Regions from separate parts of the Lactuca sativa genome. Here region 2 is linked to region 1. Evidence: chromatin contacts called from public Hi-C data. All regions are on one chromosome and are shown on one strand. Each heading gives the region's core, a stretch centred on a gene start, on an enhancer-like site or on the middle of the called end of the contact. The rest is flanking DNA. Distances are from core to core; before and after follow the strand shown.

Evidence for each region. Hi-C and Micro-C count contacts between places; a contact is called where the count stands out from the background.
Region 2: a contact with region 1 is called in a Hi-C map of leaf, with 5 times the contacts expected there. The contact joins the promoter of LOC111918310 here to the promoter of LOC111918312 in region 1. A contact is called at or near these places in 2 of 4 Hi-C or Micro-C datasets (both in leaf).

Annotation. Positions count from the first base shown.
Region 1 is chr8:279,964,245-279,969,542 of Lsat_Salinas_v11, reverse strand. It overlaps LOC111918312, which reads left to right and starts at 2,894. Exons shown (of 2, transcript XM_023913992.3): 1 at 2,894-4,288; 2 at 4,944-5,298. The coding sequence starts at 3,611.
Region 2 is chr8:280,443,864-280,449,161 of Lsat_Salinas_v11, reverse strand. LOC111918310 (glyceraldehyde-3-phosphate dehydrogenase GAPC1, cytosolic) reads left to right here and starts at 3,180. Exons shown (of 9, transcript XM_023913989.3): 1 at 3,180-3,303; 2 at 3,404-3,436; 3 at 3,528-3,628; 4 at 4,062-4,277; 5 at 4,382-4,528; 6 at 4,612-4,770; 7 at 4,847-4,989; 8 at 5,087-5,260. The coding sequence starts at 3,300.

The DNA.
Region 1 (5,298 bases), core at 1,645-4,144:
ATCACCACCCTGCGGCCTAGCCGCGACTACAGCTGCAGTGGCCGCAACAACAGCAGCATCAGTAAGAGCAGCATATCGCTCATCGAAAGTCTCTATTAGCATGGTCTTGATAGACCCAAACATCTCTGGTATCTCTGCCCTGATAGCTGCAGCCACCTCCGCTGTTCTCCCGTCTAGACTAGACTCTCACACGTCCTCTAAGAACGCTAAAAGACCATTTTACCCTTCAAACCGTCCACTAGTCCAATTGTTGACCAAACCCTAAAAGTCAACAAAGTCAATGGTCAAACTTTGACTAGACTCGTCGAGTGCACAAATGTGATTCAGCGAGTCTATGTGTGTCCCTCGTCATCCTGGCACTCACTTGACTCTCTGAGTCAACCCTCTACTCTTCAAATCGTCACTGATCGTGAATCGCAGGACAACCCGTCCCAACTCGTCGAGTCCGGATTTTGACTCGGTGAGTTCAGTCGTGAACTCAAGTCCTTTAAATCCCTTCTAACTCACCGAGTCAGTCCCCCAACTCGGCGCGTCACCAACGTTGTGATATCCGGGGAAAACCCGCTCCTACTCGTCGAGTCTGTTCCTAGACTCGGCGAGATCATGACATGCTCAGCTCAAAAGACCTCCTGAGGTCAGATCTGTTCCTCTAATCCTTAGATCCAACCTTCCCAAGCTCAATAATCATGTAAAGTCTCTATCTCGATGCACATGCAACGCCTATATGACCATATATGATGATTTAGCCCCAATTTCCTTAACCCAATGTCATGACCTCCATTGCTCTTTATAAAGCTTGATGAGTAAGGCTTTCTGGACCTCTATGGATCCAAATCCAAAGCCTCATCACTAGAAAGGACTATTTGGACATCAATTCAACCCAACAAAGAGCATATGAAACCCTAAATCCATATATACTTCATAAATCATAAGATGGATCGAAATGGTACCTCAAATGTGATGATCTTAGCCTTAAATCCACTGAATAGCAACCTTCTTTTCTTCCTCTTGGCTAGGACCTCCTTCTTCTTGCTAAACAACACCACAAAGGTCAAGAATGGCTTCCTTTCTCTCTCAAAACGTTCACACACTCTAGGGTTTCTCTCTATGAACTGGTAGCCGCAAATGAAGGCCATAAGGGACTTTAAATAGGTCACAAACCCGAGAAATTAGGGTTTCTTTCGTCAGCTCTGACTCGGCGAGTCGCTCCCCTGACTCGTCGAGTCCCCTCATTAACCACATCATCCAGTCGCGACGAGACTCGACGAGTCTAAGCACCAACTCGTCGAGTCACCTTACATAATTAAAGAAGTTACAACATAAATTAATATACCTGGGAACATGGTGTTACAAATGGCAATGTACATCACCATTCTACATCAAAATTGGTTCAACAAACCACGTACCTCCATAGTACACATCACGTAATCAATGGTTTAACATATTACCTTGCTTCTAATTTTTAGTTTTACACTAATTTTTATCCATCTTTGCAGTATCATAACTCCAACATATTATCTCTACAATTTATGAACTTTATATCACATGAAGACGGAAAGAGTATGCCAATTTCATTAAGATACTTTTAACCAAACATTTATGGGTCTTAATCTACTAAATCATGAAGTTGGCATTCAAAATCAAAAATTTCCCATTTTATGCCCTCTAATTATTACAACTTACATTAACACACTTATAAGAATTAACACACTTATAAGACTCAAGATTTCAAAAGTTCATGAAATTCATAAATCGACTAAATTACACTTATAATCAATATAACATTTGGCATAGATAATGACATGAAACCATAAGTACCTTGTAGGCGTGTATATTAGGATAATGACTCTCGCTCGTGTATATATATATTGTATTCATATAAGATAGTGATCATCCATGATCCACTGCAAATAACCACACATAGATATAACATATCCATCAACATAATAAATATATATATATATATATATATATATATATATATATATATATATATATATATATATATATATATATATATATATATATATATAAAATGTAAGTGTACTAGATGTTTTAGATATAATGGGTATACTAGGTGTTTTAGGTGCAAGAGGTGACAAATAACATGACTTTTAACATTTACTGTTGTGGGATATAGAGTTGGCTTACATGTGGCCCCCAAACATCCTAACACCTTTTGCGTCCCTTACACCATTTGCATCTCTTACACATCTTACATCTCTTGAGCTTTAGGCTCGAGGGAGTGATACATAACATGTCACATCAACTTTTTGGCTTCAACCTAAGCTCTACATATGATTCATCTAAACTTTACCATGGCATAAATATGAAATGCAATGATGCCTATTTAATAGCACATACCAATATGCAGTCTCTTCTCTATCTTTTCGACGTAGGAATGATGTTTGATCGCCTCATCTTTGGCATGCCACCGTTGGGGGGTTGTGTATGTTCCATTGTTGAGCAAAGGCCGGGCCTTTTTGTCGGCACTCCTCTTAGTCTTATTGTCACAAAATACCCCAAAGACGGGTGTAAAAAATGTAATACATGATGATAAAATAAGTGAATGTTACTTTGTTTTATATCCTTGGCGATATTAAGAGACAGAATGTAATACATGATGATAAAATAAGTGAATATTTACTTTGTTTTATATCCTTGGCGATATAAGAGACGACCAAAATTGTTTTGTATTGAATAACATTTTTCAATAATAAAAATAAAACCAGTTCATTAAATTGTATATTAATTAAGCGGTTGCCAATTTTCACAACTAGAGGAAACAATAGACACAGTACACACACGATCCGTCACGTGCGATACACGGGCAGAACGAATCTCCTCCCGATTTTCAACTATACAAAAAGCCAGCTTTCTCTATTCACACATCTCTGCAATCATAATATTCTTTATCCATGAACAAACAAGAAAATTATGTGGCTTCACTCGTTTTGTTTACATCTCTAACCACTAATCTACCCCTACCCCCACCGCCACCCCACTCAACCGATCTTTCCCACCTCTTCTTATGTCTTATTTGTCCCCTTTCCCTCCATTTTTGTGACTCTCTGATCATACCCTTTATCTCCTCAGATTCACTCATCATCCCTCCATCTTTCAAGAAACTTAGAATCACGGCTTTCTTGAAGTTCCAATACCCCTTTGTCACATGAATCCTCTTTTGGGTTTCCTCAAAATCAACTTCTCTTTTTTGGGTCTTCTTGTTTTCCAATAAAGTTTTCATCTTGATCTAATCTTGGAAATAATTCGGGGGTTCTGTAAATCTTTGTGTTGGGCAAGTTAGGTCTACTTTGATTACCATAACAAATTGAACTTTACCCAGAGTTTAAAATTTAAAACATGCCTATGTATTTGTGCTTTCTAAAATTAGGTTTCTTGTAGTATACACAATCCCTTTTCAATTTAATTCTAAAAGAATCCCATAAATTTCTACAAAATCAACTCTTCTTTCTGCGTTATTCCTGTTTTCCAATAAAGCTTCCATCTTTGATCAAATCTATCAAAATAATTCACGGGTTCCTAAATATTTGTGTGTAACCCTTAGATTTTACTAAAATCAGTGCCTAAATCTCTTGTTTTTTTTTCGATGGCTCCTTCATATTTTCCATTAAGGTGGGAAAGCACCGGTGATCAATGGTGGTATGCATCTCCAATCGATTTAGCAGCAGCTAATGGTCACTACGATTTGGTGAGAGAACTCCTTCATTTGGACACAAACCTTCTCATAAAACTAACATCTCTCCGCCGTATCCGGCGGCTGGAGACGGTGTGGGACGATGAAGATCAATTCAACGATGTTGCAAAAAACAGATCAAAAGTGGCAAGAAAACTTCTTCTTGAAGGTGAACCCAGAAACAGCCATGGCCGTAACTCACTGATCAGAGCTGGATACGGTGGTTGGCTTCTTTACACGGCGGCATCAGCCGGTGACGTGGGTTTTGTTAAAGAACTGTTGAAAAGAGATCCGTTGCTTGTTTTTGGTGAAGGCGAATATGGTGTTACTGATATATTGTATGCTGCTGCAAGGGGGAAGAATCAAGAGGTTTTCCAGGTTTTGTTTGACTTTTCTTTGTGGTCAAAGGGGGGAGAAGTTGGGTCTGTTTTTAAATTTGAGATGATAAATAGAGCTGTTCATGCTGCTGCTAGAGGTGGGAGTCTTGAAATCTTGAAACAACTTCTTGAAGATTGTGATGATGTTTTGATGTATAGAGATTTGCAGGGTTCTACTTTGTTGCATTCAGCTTGTGGCAGAGGTCAAACTGAGGTATTCAATCTGCTAATAACTCTGTTTTGATTAGTGTTTACCTAATTACATTTCTTTTGCAGATAATAACAATATATAACCTGAAAGTGTAAAATGCTAATAAGTTTAATTCTACATTGCTATTAGGTGTATAGAAATGTAAGTATGTTGCTATTATGAGTTTACAAATTGATATTATCTGCAAAATGCATAAGTTTTGTCGTTATTATCGGTAAAGAAATATAAAAAACGATTTCCTACAATTTTCCATTCTACCAATTGATAGTGCAAATTGCAAAACACGTTTATGAGGAAAATAATGTACTTTGGAATATTTTTTGGCACGTGAAAGTTGTTATTTTCTATAGGTGTGGCCAAAATTGGAAATTATGCCAAAAACATTGAAATTTCTCACCTAAATTTGCCTTTTTGCTGGATGGAAATTAATTATTTATCGGCATTATGTCAACAAACTAGAGATGTTGCTATTATGTAAGTAATTGTAAGGATGGTGTTATTAGGTGTAAAGAAACCTAACTATATTGCTATTATTGGCTTACGAATGTTATTATCGATAAAAAAAAATGTAAGTAAGTTGCTATTTTAGGTAAGGAAATGTAGGGACGTTGTTGATCATGTGATTATTGATCCTAACAAGAGCTATCATGTTGTGTAGGTTGTGAAGTATTTACTTGAATCTTATGATCTTATCGGCTCAAAAGACACACAAGACAACACGCCATTACACATTGCCGCCTATAATGGTCACTTACAAGTGGTGGAGCTTTTAGTTTCATCATCTCCATCCCTAATCCCATTAACAAACAACCACGGTGACACTTTTCTTCACACAACAATCGCCGGATTCAAAACGCCTGGATTCCGGCGAGTTGACCAGCAAATCGAACTCATGAAGCATCTCGTGAGTGGCAAAATTGTAAATTTAGAAGAAATTATCGATGTTAAGAACAACGATGGTCGAACCGCGCTTCACATTGCCGTAATCGAGAACATCCATTCGGATCTAGTCG
Region 2 (5,298 bases), core at 1,931-4,430, 480 kb before region 1:
CATATCAATATGTTGGGATTGAAATCCATATGTATATCACCAAGTTTCCCCAATTTGACCCACTCAATTTATATGCATCACATGTATCAAGACTTAAGCCAGTGAAACTTGATTAGGATGGTGAGTGATTAAGAGACAACTTGTAATATTATTCAGGACCATCAGGTCTTTACATTGTAAATTATGTATTTGTATTGATTATGACATCCTTAGGGCTTTAACATTTTGGAAACAGACATTTGTAATTAAAATGATCTTTTGTACTGGGATTTTTTGCAGATATAAATAAATGGTTTTAAAAGCATAAAGAAAAGTTTTAATTGTATATGAAAATTAGAGGATGTCACAATATGATCCGGGTAATCTCACCTGGGATTTTTCATAGATATAAATAAATGGTTAGTGGGTAAGAGAAGCGCTTGGTCTGTCTCCGAATGTGGGCCTAGTAGCATTAGCCGAGTCTCTGAATATTCCCGAGGGTTCTCAGGATAAAGACAGCGGGAAACCCGACTCTACGAACCCGAGGAAAGGCTGCACAACAGTAGTAGGGGCGTTAAGACTGGAGCTTTTTGTTCGTAAAAACATAAGCTTGTAATATAGCTACACCTAATTCCGGACCGGTCAATGCAAGAACTATAAATAAAAGACCAAGATCCCCTATAAAAAACAAAATATCATTATGACCCTTATTTGGGTCAACCCATCATTCTAAGTTCACAAATTTCCTTAAGTGTCCTAATATCAATTATGGAAGCCAAATGAGACCAAAGGAAAGAAATGGACTCAAAACATACATAAATCGCAATGTTAAAAACGATACATATCATTTCAACACATCATGTCCCTCCACTAGACTCGTCATTTCCCCTATACAACAAATCATTTTTTTGGTTAATTCTCGTTAAGCCATCCTACTTGCATATAAACCTCAAATCCGAACTAATTGAATCTAAAAGCTTAAAATAAATGTTTAAACACTCAAAATTACATAATAAAGGCTCCCCACATGGTTTATATCCTTAGAATAAACATCAAACGCCAAAACATTCCACAAACTTCACCTAAAAGCTAATAAGCACATAAAACTTAATTTGCACTAAATCATTATGTATGACTCATGAATTGAAACCAATTGGATTGAATATCATCCGTACAACTTAAATTACATGGAATAAGGAAGTTATGAAGGTTTATAACTCAATCACGGACTGTCATTGAGCTCTAAACTTCATATAAACTCCACAAGACACCAATACACCAAATATGACATTAATGTTTATAGATTTTAACTCTAATCATCAACTGGTGATGAAATACCATTATGAAAATGTATTATTATCAAAACATCAAATGGAGTATGAATTTAGATCCATGAGCAACTAGGGTTTGGAAAATCCCTAACTCACAATATATAAGCTGGGATCTCATCCAAACTCCATAATCAACAAGGTGGAACATCAATAGAATGGCTAAACTCTATCCCCATTATATGATTCTCTAACTTATAATTTTCAACCACCGAAGGCTAGTGGAAGTATCTGGTTGTTATCATATGTGGAAAACTCTAGGAATATAGTTTTGAGTATTTATAGTTTAGTTAAGCATTGCCAATTACAATAAGTGGACACACATAATTTAAACTAATTACATCAATATATTTCAATGAAAATACAAATAGTATTTAGAAAGTTGTTTTTACCACACAAATGATAGCGGCGAAAAAGTATTCTAAGCGATGGTTGTCATCCATCTTAATGTAGATAACTATTCTTGGATTTATTTTTTCTTGATTTTAAAAATTAATATACATATGGTCTTGAAAAACCTTCTTAAAGGGGCCCTTATTCACCAATAGGTATATTTCACTCGTCTTGATTTGCAGTAGGAATAATAAACACTAAACACTAGTCACTGAGAGTTTGAATGATCGATTTTCCATACAACATGTTTCTTAAACTATCAACCAATATATCCTTCATGATGTGACTCGAAACAATTTTGTTGGCTTGGCGATGAGAAGATGCAGGTGTACACAAATGTACTTATCCATAATCTCCAATATGATAACCTACTTCAAACCTATCTTTAGCATGGTAATCTTCTTTGTGTTTTTAATAATTGAAAATTTTGAATGTACGAGGATCAATCAACCTTATAGTCAGTAATGTCAAATTCCTGATTACTTTATGTCAATTTCCACCAATTCTCTAATAGTCCAAAAAAAATCGAATGTTTCAGAATGTGATATTCATAGTATTTAGGATTTAGACTATGTTTGACATACTAGCAAAATGACTAGCTGATAAAAATGGCATTTGATTAAAATTAGCTGATAAACTAGTTGAAAGATATAAAATAATATAAATATAAAAAGACATATATAAGAATATGTGTTTTATAATGACTTAAAGATACATTTTAGGTCATGAAAAACATAGTTTAGATAGTTTTTTAAAAAGCTACCTTATTAACTAGTTTATAAGCGTATAACAACTTAAAAAAACTTAAAAAATAAAATAATTTATTAATTCACTATAATGTGTCAAACATAACTTTTATAATCATTGTTACAATTCTTAAAACCGTGGTCAATTCGGTGAATTGTTTGTTCTTAATAGCCTTATTCGTAAATACCCTTCAATATAATATTCCATCCGTCCCAATATTATTGTCCACAGACAAAAAACACACAGATTAAAAAAAACATTAATTACCATTAACTTTATTTAATAAAATGACAGTTTTGTCCTTACTTTATATTTAATGTTCCATTAAATGTTTAATTGTTTAAGTAATAATGAGGGGATATTTTGGTAAAAATGTTATTTATTTTTAGAAGTGGACTATTATTTTGGGACAAACCACAAAGGAAAGATGGACTATAATTTTGGGACGGAGGGAGTATTATAAAATATTATAAACGGACAATTAGTGATGATAATTTTTTTTTAATTAACATTAATCTTTTTATATTTTATAAGGATACCCAATTATCTTCCCGACATTTTACCAAATTTGACTAGTAAAAATTATTTTCCTAACATTTTACCAAATTTTGACCCTAAGAAAAGATCCATGGAATATTCGTTTTATTTCCAACGGCTCGATCTCAAAATTTTTCCGATTTCTTTTTCTCCAAGACAGTAAATTGAAACCGCTGTCACGTTCACCCACGGCTTCGGTTCATCCGCCGAAGCTTTAAATACCAGTTGCCCCAATCGTCTTTCATATCATTCTCACACTCATTTCTCTTTACATTATTTCTCTCTCTAAACCCTTCAAAACTCTACTCAATCGCCATGGGTAATCCCGTCGTTCCTTGATTAGTTTTCTTCATTCTCATCTCTATTCATCTATGTTTTCGATCGATTCTAACTTCTACATGCTTCATTTGAACTTGCAGGTTCTGACAAGAAGATTAGAATCGGAATCAACGGTACATTTTTTTTAATTGTGGTTTGATCTGTTTTTGAGCTCCTTTTGGTTTCTTGCTTATTGATTCACTGGATCCGACTGATATTATACAGGATTTGGAAGAATCGGTCGTCTAGTTGCTAGAGTTGCTCTTCAGAGAGATGATGTTGAGCTTGTTGCTGTTAACGATCCTTTCATCTCCACTGATTACATGGTATACTACTCGTTTTGGTTTGCTACTTTAGTGTTAAATACGATTCGATCTATAAACGAATGCTGTTTTAGCTAATCAACACTTCAATATTATAGATCTTAGATAAGCTGCAAACAGGAATATTCATACTGATGCTTAGGAGTTAGGATCACGTATTAGAACGCTATTTAGTTTGAATGAACACACTATCGATGTCTGGGTTTATAGAGTGCGTGATCTCAGTATGTTTCGGCGTATTTGGCACAATCTCTATCATCTCTTTCCCTTTTATGATAAAAAGTTACTCGAATGAAACAAATGATTATTCTATCAGTGGATCAAAAATCCATTTATCACAGTGTACTACAAGATCTGTTTACCTCGTGAATGTAGATGTATGGATTTATATAGTATTGAATCTGTATAATAACCGATCCATTTATTTTACTTGCAGACATACATGTTCAAGTACGACAGTGTTCATGGCCAATGGAAGCACAATGAACTTAAGGTGAAGGATGAGAAAACCCTTCTCTTCGGAGACAAGCCTGTGACTGTATTCGGTATCAGGAACCCAGAAGACATCCCATGGGGTGAGGCCGGAGCTGACTACGTGGTGGAATCCACCGGAGTCTTCACCGACAAAGACAAAGCTGCTGCTCACTTAAAGGTCTGACTTGATTTGATCTAAATATATACACCTTTTCTGTTTCTTAACAAGAAGATCATAGATTGTTTATTTGACTTTTCTCGATTGGTTTTATATATGATCAGGGTGGTGCTAAGAAGGTCATCATCTCTGCTCCTAGCAAGGATGCACCCATGTTTGTTGTTGGTGTCAATGAGAACGAATACAAACCTGAGCTTAACATTGTTTCCAACGCCAGTTGCACAACCAACTGTCTTGCTCCTTTGGCTAAGGTATTTTCAATTTTCAATTCCAACCTTCAAGTTTGTCTTTGTTTCATTTTCAGCCCTTGTAAATTACTTTGTACAATTTTCAGGTGATTAACGACAGATTCGGCATTGTTGAGGGACTTATGACAACTGTCCACTCCATTACAGCCACCCAAAAGACCGTTGATGGGCCATCCATGAAGGACTGGAGAGGTGGAAGAGCCGCCTCCTTCAACATCATTCCCAGCAGCACCGGAGCTGCCAAGGTAAGGATTCTCCGGCGAACTCTCCGGCCACCACCACCACCACCAACTAATCTTACATTTCCTGTTCTTGTTGCAGGCTGTTGGCAAGGTTTTGCCAGCTCTTAATGGCAAATTGACCGGAATGTCCTTCCGTGTCCCAACTGTTGATGTCTCAGTTGTTGACTTAACTGTTAGACTTGAGAAGAAGGCTACTTATGAGCAGATCAAGGCTGCTATTAAGTAAGAGTTTTTGTTTTCTTAGTTTATTATAATAAAATAAAATTCAGTCGATGCTGATATTTTGAAATAACTTTGTGGGGGCATTTTTGTAATTTAGGGAGGAATCAGAAGGCAAATTGAAGGGTATTTTGGGATATATCGAAGAGGATGTTGTATCCACCGACTTTGTTGGTGACAGCAGGTCGAGCATCTTCGATGCCAAGGCTGGGATCGCTTTGAATGACAACTTTGTGAAACTTGTCTCGTGGTATGACAACGAATGGGGTTACAGGTAAGAAAACGGGATTTTTATTTTTATTTTGTTTGAAC